Linked DNA regions of Ovis aries: region 2 is linked to region 1. The links are chromatin contacts, called in public Hi-C maps. All regions are on one chromosome and are shown on one strand. The core of a region is the stretch at or near the end of the contact, and the rest is flanking DNA. Distances in the headings are between cores, read along the strand shown. Region 1 overlaps DERL1 (derlin 1). Region 2 holds the start of ZHX2 (zinc fingers and homeoboxes 2).

The links. A called contact is a pair of places that touch in the nucleus more often than the background predicts.
Region 2: a contact with region 1 is called in a Hi-C map of liver, with 3 times the contacts expected there. The contact joins the promoter of ZHX2 here to the enhancer-like site in region 1. A contact is called at or near these places in 5 of 16 Hi-C or Micro-C datasets (blood, hypothalamus, liver and 2 more).

The regions. Positions count from the first base shown.
Region 1 is chr9:29,758,344-29,763,817 of ARS-UI_Ramb_v3.0, forward strand. It overlaps DERL1 (derlin 1), which reads left to right. Exons shown (of 8, transcript XM_004011662.5): 4 at 631-657; 5 at 1,190-1,285; 6 at 3,023-3,075; 7 at 4,512-4,622. Among named protein-coding and RNA genes, the nearest start is that of TBC1D31, 17 kb to the left of the region's middle. Within about 2 kb of position 2,413, at least 21 of the 54 cell types and tissues checked have an H3K27ac peak or open chromatin away from gene starts, as enhancers often do. A contact at or near this core is called in liver, where this site is marked.
Region 2 is chr9:29,982,680-29,987,772 of ARS-UI_Ramb_v3.0, forward strand. ZHX2 (zinc fingers and homeoboxes 2) reads right to left here and starts at 1,381. Exons shown (of 6, transcript XM_060393695.1): 1 at 822-1,381.

The sequences.
Region 1 (5,474 bases), core at 1,163-3,662:
TCCTTTCCTGACTTCAGTGCCGTCTGGTAATTCAGTCCCTCTGTGAGGGCCCTGCGGGCCTCTCTGCTCTCTGTGTGTCAGCCGCGGTTGTCAGCAGCCTTGCGGCTTGCGGACCTTCCCAGGTGGTGAGTGCGGCAGAAGGGGCTTGTCAGCTCCAGCCCGGTGCAGAGTTGGTGAGCTCAGAATGGCTCTGGGGCTCAGCGTCCACTGAAACCTGACCAAGAGCCCGAAAAGTGTGGCATTTTGCACGCCCTTTCCCCTCCTTTAAGGGAAGAGAAAAAGCTTGTTTTGGACTTCACCTGTGCTGGGGAGCGCTGAATGACTGTAGAAGCATTAGCTCTTTCAGGGGGCACAGGCCCCTCCATCTGCTAATTGCAGTGGCAAAGCGCAGAGGACACAGGCGACCAAACTGAATCATGGGCCAAAGCAGTTAATTTCTAGTTTCTTCATCATTGGAAAGTCTAATAACGTGCTCACAGTGACGGTGATTAGATACCTTTGTGTTCTCGGGTGTTTTAAGCAACCTGAACTATAGAGAAGTGTTTTTTCTTCCGGAAACTGGAATGAAATGAACTTTTATTAGGTGTGGAATGATGTATTTGTGTCTGATCTTTAACTTGACGAACCAAGATTACTGGCTTAGCAATGGATATGCAGGTAAGTGTCCCTTGAAACTGTTTGCCCTTTCATATGTTTCAGATTTACTGTTAATGGCCTTCGACAGAAGTTTAAACTTTGAAAGAAGTTTCAATTGCATTACATTACATTAATTACACGGTATTTTGAAGATTCTAACGTGAGTCACTTAAATCATTACTTTCCTTGCTCATTTCTGGTTTCTTTCCAGAAATGTGCATATACATGGATGTGTATTTTTTTAAAATTGAGAATACACCAAAAGTAAAGCTTTTTGCATACTTTTTTCAAGTTAACAGAACTTGACCCTGGTATTTCTGAATCTATCCCAAATAATGTAATTGTATTTTATTAGAGGATTTTAAAGCATGCATTGCATGTTTAAGTAAAAGGGCCAATTTATAATTGTGGTGAGTTGAATTTCTTTTCTGCATTTTGAATAGCCATGTGAGAATTTATTTGGAGGAGAGAAGTTAAAAACAAAAAAAAGATAGATTCACGCTAAGCCTCTGTTTTTAGCCTTATCTTTTCATGTTTGCTTCTTTTGTTGCAGTTGCTGATGATTCCTCTGATCATGTCAGTGCTTTATGTCTGGGCCCAGCTGAATCGAGACATGATTGTGTCATTTTGGTTTGGAACACGATTTAAGGTACTCTAACCTAGTTGGAAAAAAATCTTGCTCTTCCGCCCAGAGGTGTACTTTCTGACATGTCCGGCAGAGGTCGCTGCAGAGCAGTAAACCATTGGCAGGCCCCTTCTCCCCTCCTCAGCTCCCCTGGGTTTCTTTAGTCAATCCCACCTCCTTTGCTGACCTCACTCCCGCTGGACCTCAGGCCCCTCAGGCGTGTGTCCTGAGTGATCTCATGGATGTGAGTGTGGTAGAGGGAGGGAAGGAAGGATACTCAGATGGAGCCCTCCCTTTAAAAATCTCTTCTTATCATTCCCCTGTTAGGTATTTTACACTTAAGCTGAAACAGATTGGTTTTTTGCCCCCCACCCTCCAACACTTCCCTTTGTGCCTCCCCTCACAATTTTCCACCTGTAACATCGTTTTGATTTTCTTCCTTGTGTAAATCCTGCCCATTCTTAATCTGAGTTGGGACTGAACATATTTCTTCCTCTCCTGCCTGGAATTGGTCTTGCCTTTGGGCTTCTGAAATATTTTGTGTTCTTCTTACAGTCCTGACCACATTCTGCCTTCAAGTTATTGATATGTAACCCTTTTTTTCCCAGTTTGTGATATTTTTGTAACTCCTTTAGCTCTTAACGGCACCCCACTCCAGTACTCTTGCCTGGAAAATCCCATGGACAGAGGAGCCTGGTGGGCTGCAGTCCATGGGGTCGCTAAGAGTCGGACACGACTGAGCTACTTCACTTTCACTTTTCAGTTTCATGCATTGGAGAAGGAAATGGCAACCCACTCCAGTATTCTTGCCTAGAGAATCCCAGGGATGGGGGAGCCTGGTGGGCCACCGTCTATGGGGTCGCACAGAGTTGGACACAACTGAAGTGACTTAGCAGCAGCAGCAGCAGCATAATGTCTTGACTCTGTTAAGGGGTGTTAACCTCAAGTAAATAGGCTGCCAGATATATCTCCAGCCCAGACGAGTTTACTGGCGACCGGTAGAGAGCTTCTATAGCCATGGCAAGCCACATCCTGGTCCCTGCACCCGGTGGTAGGAGAGTGCTTCTATAGAGAGGAAAAGGAAGTCAGCAGGGCTGTGATAAACAAAGCTTTTCATTGGCTGAATCCTTATAAGGAAAGAAGTCTGTTTTCTTCCTGTTGGGCTCAGCTGATGAAACAGGATGTGAGAGCTCCCCCTTCTGGTCTCCCAACCCTACTTCATTGAGGTTTGCTGTTTATAAAATTTTCACAGGGGCTCAAATGTTGAATGCATCTAGAGAGCTGTCTTATTTGGGAGAGTATTAGTTCAAGATACTGATGTATAATTTGATAAGAATTCAAAGTAACCGTGAAATATGTAAAAGGAGAACCCAAAACAATGAGCTGTTTTATAGTTGATTGGTGACAATTTGCTGGCTGGAGCCTTCCTTCTTATTATGGACCATTTTTTTTATTAGCATCCACAGGCCATTTGTCTACTTTCTAAAGCTGTTTGTTATAATTCAACAGGTCCTGTATTACATCTGAAAACCATGAGCAAAGTACTGTCCCTCCAGTTGCTAACATATGAATAAGTATAATTTTAGATGGAAAGTTTCAAGTATACTAGGAGTGATGCTAGATTGAGCTAAGGAATTTTTGCAGTGACTTTCCAAAGGATGTATAAAAACCCTTGTCAGGACAACCTTCCCCAGTTTAGCCCCCTGGCAACTGTATGCTCTGCAGGTATAGTTATTCATGTTTCTGTATATTCTCTCCTAGGCTTGTTATTTACCCTGGGTTATCCTTGGATTCAACTATATCATTGGAGGCTCGTAAGTGATAGTAGATTTATTTAATTTCAAATTAACCCTTGGAAGACTTCCATTATTCTTTATGTTCTTTCCCTAATCTTTATAATACTTCGAAGATTCTCAGCATTGATGACGCTTTTGAAATAATCTCATTTGGATGTGATTGATTAAAATTGCAGGGCTTTAAGCACAGTTAACACTGAATGGTTTTTTGTTGCTGTTAGTTTGTTGTCATAGGATAGCTTCCATATATGTGTTTTCGAATAAATATTTATTTCTGGATTCACTGTCCAGATTGAGCAAGTATAGACCTAATTTTATCTGAGCTGTCTCCTCTGTGCATAAAATTCATGTTTTTATTTTTAAGGCATTTCCAAAATGCCTTGGAAACTGTTCACCAGTGATAAGAATGCACAGATTCTCAGATGGGAAGTTTTGTCAGTGATTTGATAGTACGAAAGTTTGGGCCAAACGGGGTCAAATTTCTAGTCTGGAATTAGACCCGAGGCTTAGGAAAACCTTGAAAGGATCCATTCATAATTTCGGAAGGAGGATTTCAAGATGCAGCTCTTCTAAGAACTCCTATTTCTTACACTTCAAAATATTTTTAATGTTTTAAAACAGATTTTGATAGTACTACTTCTTAACCTGATGATGTCTTTGCCCTATGGGGTTCTGACTTCTGCTGTGTAGCCCTAGGCAGAAGGGAATGAGTTGGGTAAACAGACTCTGTTTAGAGCAGAGCAAGTCCTGGGCTTTGGTCTGGGAGCAGCTGTAGACATGATCGGTCCCTAACAGGAATGATGTTGCAGGTGGAGACAGAGAAGGATATGTAACCGTGGGAGTGGGTCTGTAAAACCTTGAAGTGGCCGGTATGTCAGCCATGGGAAAACTGAAGAAGGGCCATGTTTATTTTAGGTTTACAAGGTGAAGGTCAGCTTTCCAGAGTGATCTCTCTGGTGTCCTGCAGTTGAGGACACAAGAGGCGAGGGAGGTGTGATCTGTGGCTCCAGGAACAGGAGGAGCAGACATTTTTCATTCTTCCTTGCTCCTGTGACTCTCTCTTGCCAGCCTTCAAATATAGCCCTGTTTTGCAAATATGGTGTTTGTGACTGAAAGCGTTCAGAAGCTTACAACTAACCCCCACCGCTTCCTGACGCAGGAAAGTAGCAAAAACAATGTTTTGAGAATGGGCTGGGGCTTGAAAGAGATGTCAGAGAGGCAGCTGGCCTTGAAGAGCCCAGACACCATTGGTTCAAGAGGACTGGATTTTCTTCTCATTCAGAATGTGCGCGCCCCTCAGACTGTACAAGGGCTCACTGTTGAGCTGTCGCAGACTCCCAGGGACCAGAAATAGCTGCCTCGAGGGATCTCTTCCCTCTGCTATTAGCTAAAACTTGCTGCGGCTCACTTTACTGCTTGAATGTCTTAAAACTCACCTGGCTCTCTGTTTGCAGGGTCATCAACGAGCTAATTGGAAATCTTGTCGGACATCTTTATTTCTTCCTCATGTTCAGATACCCCATGGACTTGGGAGGGAGGAATTTTCTATCCACGCCTCAGTTTTTGTAAGTGCTTCTACCCCCTCTCGTTTGACAGTCCCTATGGTCGTCTGCCTCCCAATAAAGACTCCATGAGGGGTAGGAGTTCCCTCTTTGTCTGATGGACTTGGTCACTCTAAGCTGAGGTCCGCTCTTCTCCTGGAGGCTTCTATCTATAAAACCCCGAAATGGCCTGTATGTCAGCCATGGGAAAACTCGAGAAGGGCTGTGTTTATTTTAGGATTGCAAGGTGAAGGTCAGCTTTCCAGAGTAACCTCTGTGGTGTCTTACAGTCAAGGACACAAGAGCCTGAATCCAGGCTCCAGGAGAAGAACAGGGAGCTGTGGGCTCTGTCGAGCGGGCGGGGCGCTCCTGAGTGGCTCCAGTGTGAGCATCGGGGGGCCAGGGGGGCAGAGGTGCCAGTTTTACCCAAGATTTCAGCTGAGGAAGGCGTCAGAGGGTAAGTAGGTTCATCGGTTAGCAGTTTAAAGCACTTTTATATTTAGTATCATAGACTAGAATGTTTAAAGGATTTTGCAGCGTTAAAACGACAAGACTGGAGGGTTGTGTCTTGCTTCCTGTTGTGTTTGCAGGGTGTGCTTAGGGAGAAGGCTGAGGGCCCAGCTTTGGTTTGGAGGCAGACTTGGGTTGGAGTCCCATTCCCCTCATCGACCAGTTTGGATACTGGGAAAGTGCCTGAGTAAATTCCCCCCAACTTTCTTTTGAGTCTGTGAGTTGAGGGGTGGCCCCGTCTCACAGGATGGCCGAAGTGGGGTTCACCCTCACCAGCACAGTAGTAGGTACTCAGTAAATATAAGCTCTCTCAGCCTGAAGTTGGGGCGGGGAGGCGGGGGCGGGATTCTGATGCACACTCCCACC
Region 2 (5,093 bases), core at 131-2,630, 220 kb after region 1:
CCTCCCCACGCGGCTTCCCCGGCACCTGAGCGGGGCGTGGGGACAGCGCCGCGCTCCGGCCCGGCCCGCGCGGCAGGTAGCTCGGCCGCCCGCCCGCCCGCCCGCGCCGCCGGCAGCCGCCAGGAGCGCGGAGCGGAGAGGCGAGCCTCAGCCCACGGCGTCATGCTTCCTGCCACCACGTTACGGCGAATCGTCACCGGGAGCGGGGAGACGCGGGGAGCGCGGAGGCGGGGGGGCGACGGCGGGGAGCACACACACGCAGCCCCCCGCCCGCCGAACCCCGCGGAGCCGGGGCCACGTCCCGGCCGAGTCCCCGCGGGACCGGCCCCGCTCGCACAAAGCGCCGCGCTCGGGCCAAGGAGGGAGGGAGCCGGCCCCGAAATAAATAAATAAAAACACAGTCGGGTCTACGTAACGCCCTGTCGAAAGCGGACGCCATATTTTTTTGTGGCTTATGTCGACATAGGGAAACGTAGACATGTTTTTTTCCTCCTCCTCCTCGCTCGGCCTCCCATTTATCCAAACTTGTAATCAGAACTCTTAAAAAAAAAAAATCCCCCCCACCTCTGGCTCCTCTGATCTCCTCCCACCCGCAAAAAAAAAAAAAAAAAAAAGCCTGCACACTACCTACCACCCCCCTCCCGCGCCCCCCTTTGCAATCACAAACCCGGCCAAGTCCCATTAACAACACATTTTTCGGGAGCGGCGGTGGCGGCGGTGGGAAAGTTGGGCTGGAGTGGCCGGTGCCCGGCGTGCGGGGCTCGGGGCCGGCGGCGCCGGGGCGGTGGGGGGGTGCTCCGCGCCGGGGCGAAGTTTCTTACCTGCGCCGGGGGCTGGGAGCGCGGGGACCCGGGCTGGGAACGCGGAGACGCGGCACAGGGGCGTTCCAAAATGGAACTCTGCTGGCTCCCCCCCCACCCACTCCCCACTCCCCACCGGGCGCCCGGCTCGGGCTCCGTGGGAAAGAGGGGGCCAAGCCAGCCTGCCAGCCAGCCAGCCAGACAGAAGCCCCCGTACGGAGAACAGTGGCCAAAATTTTTAAAAAGGGGGGGGAAGGAAAAAAAAAGGGGGGAAAAAATGTCTCGATCAGTGGGGAATCTACGCCAAAACCCACATGATCTGTAACGTCAGCATGCGTATTTGCATACGATACCACCACCCGAGCTGCCACCCGGGCTCGGGTTCCGCAGAAAGTTACAAAGTGAAATTCAGCTCCCTCCGGAGACGCCGGCGAAATGTCAATTTTCAGGCGGGAGCTAGAGGGGTGGGAGGGGGGAAAGCTAGCCCTCAAGGCGCTGGTTACTAGCCAAGGTTGGGGTGGGGGCCCCGTAAATTAAGTTAAAAGTCTGAGCCCAGTAACGGACTCGGTGGAATTTCTGCTAGGGGAGGAGGGGGAGGCGCGAGCGAGATCATTGAATATTAAGCAGGACCCGGCGAGGCGGCCGCGGCCGAACCCTCCCGGTGCAATACCCATTTTCTTTATTAAAAGTTCAAGGTGTCACAGATGAGCTCAGCAAACTGTTGATCCCGACCACGTGGAGTGGCGGACGGAGGGACTGCGGGGCGCGGCTGCTCCAGCGCGAGCCGGCGGCACCCGGGACCCCGCGTCCCTCCCGCAGCGCAAGGGTGGGGCCGCCGCGCGCCCCGGGGCGCGGCCTGCGCGTTCTCCCGCCTTTGGACTCAGGGAAATAATGACAACTTAAAAAAAAAAAATTTTTTTTTTTTAAGCGAGACACATTTAACTCCTGAAATAGGAACGAGAGCGCTTAGGGTAGGCAGGGTAAGAAAGAGCCCCTACTTATATAACGACTCGAAATTAGAGGACTTTTACCCAAGAGAGTCTGAGATTTTCGCTTGCGCCAGGTCTGAGGTTGGTTAAACATCCTCAAACTTTCCCCCTAAGCGTCAATAAACAAACAGACGCCCCGGGAGCTGACTTAAAAACTCTTGCCGGCCAGTGTTCTCTGGGATTCTCAGACTTCCAGAAATGCACACCCCCGCGGCGCTCATAGGCAAGTCCCTCGGAAGCGAGGCGGGTCACTTTCGAAATTGCGACTCCGGCGTTCCTGGCGGGAGGGCATCCCTAACTGTTGCCTCCCCCTGGATCTCCCTTTGGGCTCCTCAGAGCGAAGGCGAGTCGGGATGTCGCTGCTCTCCGCCTACGGCCTCCGCAACCGCGAACTTGCGTTTGGGGCGCAGCGCTGCTGCTACAGTGTCCAGCTAAGGAGCTCTAAGGGATTTGGGATTCAGGAGACGCTCTGGAATCTCACGGAGAACAACCTGTCTGCGCCTCCGGGTCCTGCCAGGATGAACCCTTTTCCCCTCCGTGGGCGTCTCGACGCGTCAGCATCTCCCAGGTGTGAGCTGAGCGCGAGCGCGCACGAGCCAAGAGGGGGAGAGAGGATGCTGTCTGGGGTTGACTTTTGATGTTCTGAGCGCCGCGAGGAGACAAAGAGAGCCTGGGGCTGGGAGGCCCTGCGGAGTCCCCGCCTGCCCTGAAGATTAGCAGGCTCGGAGCGTCGGGGTTTCCCGGCCAGCCTTTGCTCCAGGGAATTAGAACGAACTCTAGCGGCGGCTTGCGACTCGGCTCCGGGCGCGAGGGCAGCAACAGGTGGCCGGGTGCGGCGGAGTGGCTGCAGGCGAGGACCGGGACTGGGGTGCAAACGGCTGGCTCTGGGGCTGACCGTGTGGCCAAGGCACTGAGTGACCTTTCGGCATTTTCGTTTCCGAGGCTGAGGAGAAGAAAGAAGCCAAAAGGTTTTTCTAGGATCTCATCGGAGACTCGTTTCTTCAACACAGTCTCCTTCTTTGGGTCCCCAGGAATTATTGCAATAAAAATAACTCGTATGCAAAACTTTCTTACTGGCTTGCACCTGTTTGTTCCGTTATTGCTGATGTAGGGTTTGCTTGTTAACAGTGCATAAAATTAGATTCTGGCCTGGGAGGGGGGTCTCTTCGCGAGACTATCTGGTACCTGAGGCTTCAGCTGCCCGGGCAGGCAGGCTTTTAAAATATTAAGAACTTGCTGAATGACTATGATCCAGGACACATCGCATCTTTCTCAAACTCATTTGATACCTACTGTCTAAAATCCTAATCTGTTAGTTGCCATCAAACCCAGAATTTAGGGATGCTGGTTGTTGTTGTTGTTTTTTTTTTTTCCCTTCCCTCAAGGGTGTGTCTGAAGAGTGAAAGAAAAAGATGTCCCCAACTCTTAATATTTTTATGTTGCTTACTCTTGACTCTTCCAGGTCATCTCATCATTTCCCCACCTTCCCTTGAAAATGATAGCTCTCAACTTGTTTCCATGGAAATTACTGAAACCTTAAGGAAGCTATTCCTGTTTGAGGCTGCACCTCCCTTTTGCTGGTCAACCACCTTGGAGGGGTTTCTATAAGCCAGGTTCTCTCTGCCCTGCGCCCCTCCTCATTACCTCCTTCTTCTGACTGGGCCAGTAAGTAATAGGATGGCAGGGTCACGGCTGAGCCAAGCAGGGTAAGCCCTCTGGACTGTCCACTGAGTTCCCATATCTTCAGGGCACTTGGATCTCCTGGGCACTGTGTGGGCCTCTTATGTGCCTCAGTGTCTTTAAATTGTTCAAAGTTTAGCATGAACTCAACTTTCACTATATAAATAAACAGAAGGGGATGAAACAAGGGTGACTTTTGGCTTAAGTGCTGGAATTTGATTTCAGTTTGCTTTATGTGTAGGTGGAGTAGGCAGATCCTTATCTGCTATGATTCAGGAGCTTTGGAACCAATAATTATAGGGATAATGTTTACTGAGTGCTTTGTATACATATACCAGTTGCTTCTGAATCTTTTTTTTAACTGAAGTATAGTTGACTTACAATATTGTATTAGTTTCAGGGGTACAGTACTTAATCGTTACAACAACCCTTAGGCAGTGATTCTCCAAATATTTTATCTTGGGTTCCTTTAGACTTTTAGTATTATTGAGGACCCCAAATAGCTTTTGTTAGCCTGAGTTTTATACATCTCGACATTTACCATATTAGAAATTGAAAAAAATTAAAGCACAGGAATTTACAAACACAGTGCCATCAGAGCAATGACACTATATGTCATGTAGCCTCTGGAAAACAACTGTACACTTTAAGGAGAATCAGAGTGAAAATAGTAAGTAATATTTTACCCCTATAACCAAAACACGTTTGACCTTGAGGACTCCCTGGAAGGGTCTTGGGGGCCTCTAGGATGCCTGGATAGGATTTTGAGAATCACTGTTAAGGTAAGTTATTATTATGTGCATTTTACAGGTGAGGAAGCCAAGGCTCTTAGAAATGTAGTAATGTGTCCAAGGCAAATAAAGGGAACAAGGATTTACACTAGATTTTTCAGAGGCTAGAGCCAGAGTTCTTAATGATTGTACAATTCTGTCTTTTATTAACAACCCAAGCTCCACCCTCAGCCTAGAACAGCCTCCAGTGCTTCCCAGGACTGCTTTTATTAGCAGCAATTATCTTTCAAGCTTCTATTATGTATCAGCCCTTCTTACACATCATCTTGTTAAATCCTTACAACCAACCTTCCCTGTGGGTATTCTCTCTCCCATTTTACAGATGACAAAACTGCAGTTCAGAGAACTTAAGAAGCTTCTTCAAAGTCACTCAGCCAGTAAGCAGAAAAATCTGGGTTCAAATCTTTGTCTGGTGGCTTCAAAACCAAGGAGAGACAGGAGTCTGTCACTTTGATTTATAGAGGCCAAGTAGGGAGGAAGCAGCTTCTGTTCATGATTTGATAAGAACTAGGCCAGGTTAAGAAGTCTTAAAAATTTAGAAATGGCAGGAGGAGAAGAAATAAAAAGCAGCATTACCCTTATGGGACCCTTAATCTAATGACAACAAATCCACACTGGCTTGCAAACTTAAAAGAGATGTGGTGGGGGGTAGGCAAAGATCTGGAATTGAGATGGGGGTTGTGGGGTTACCCCTTCCAGCTATCTGATCCCTGCATTCCCATGCTAGATAAGCATTTTTCTAAATGAATGAAAAAAGAAAACAGAGAAACAAGAAAAAGAAAACATCAGCAGTCCCACCTGGCACTGGTTATAATTTTGATATGTATCTTTCC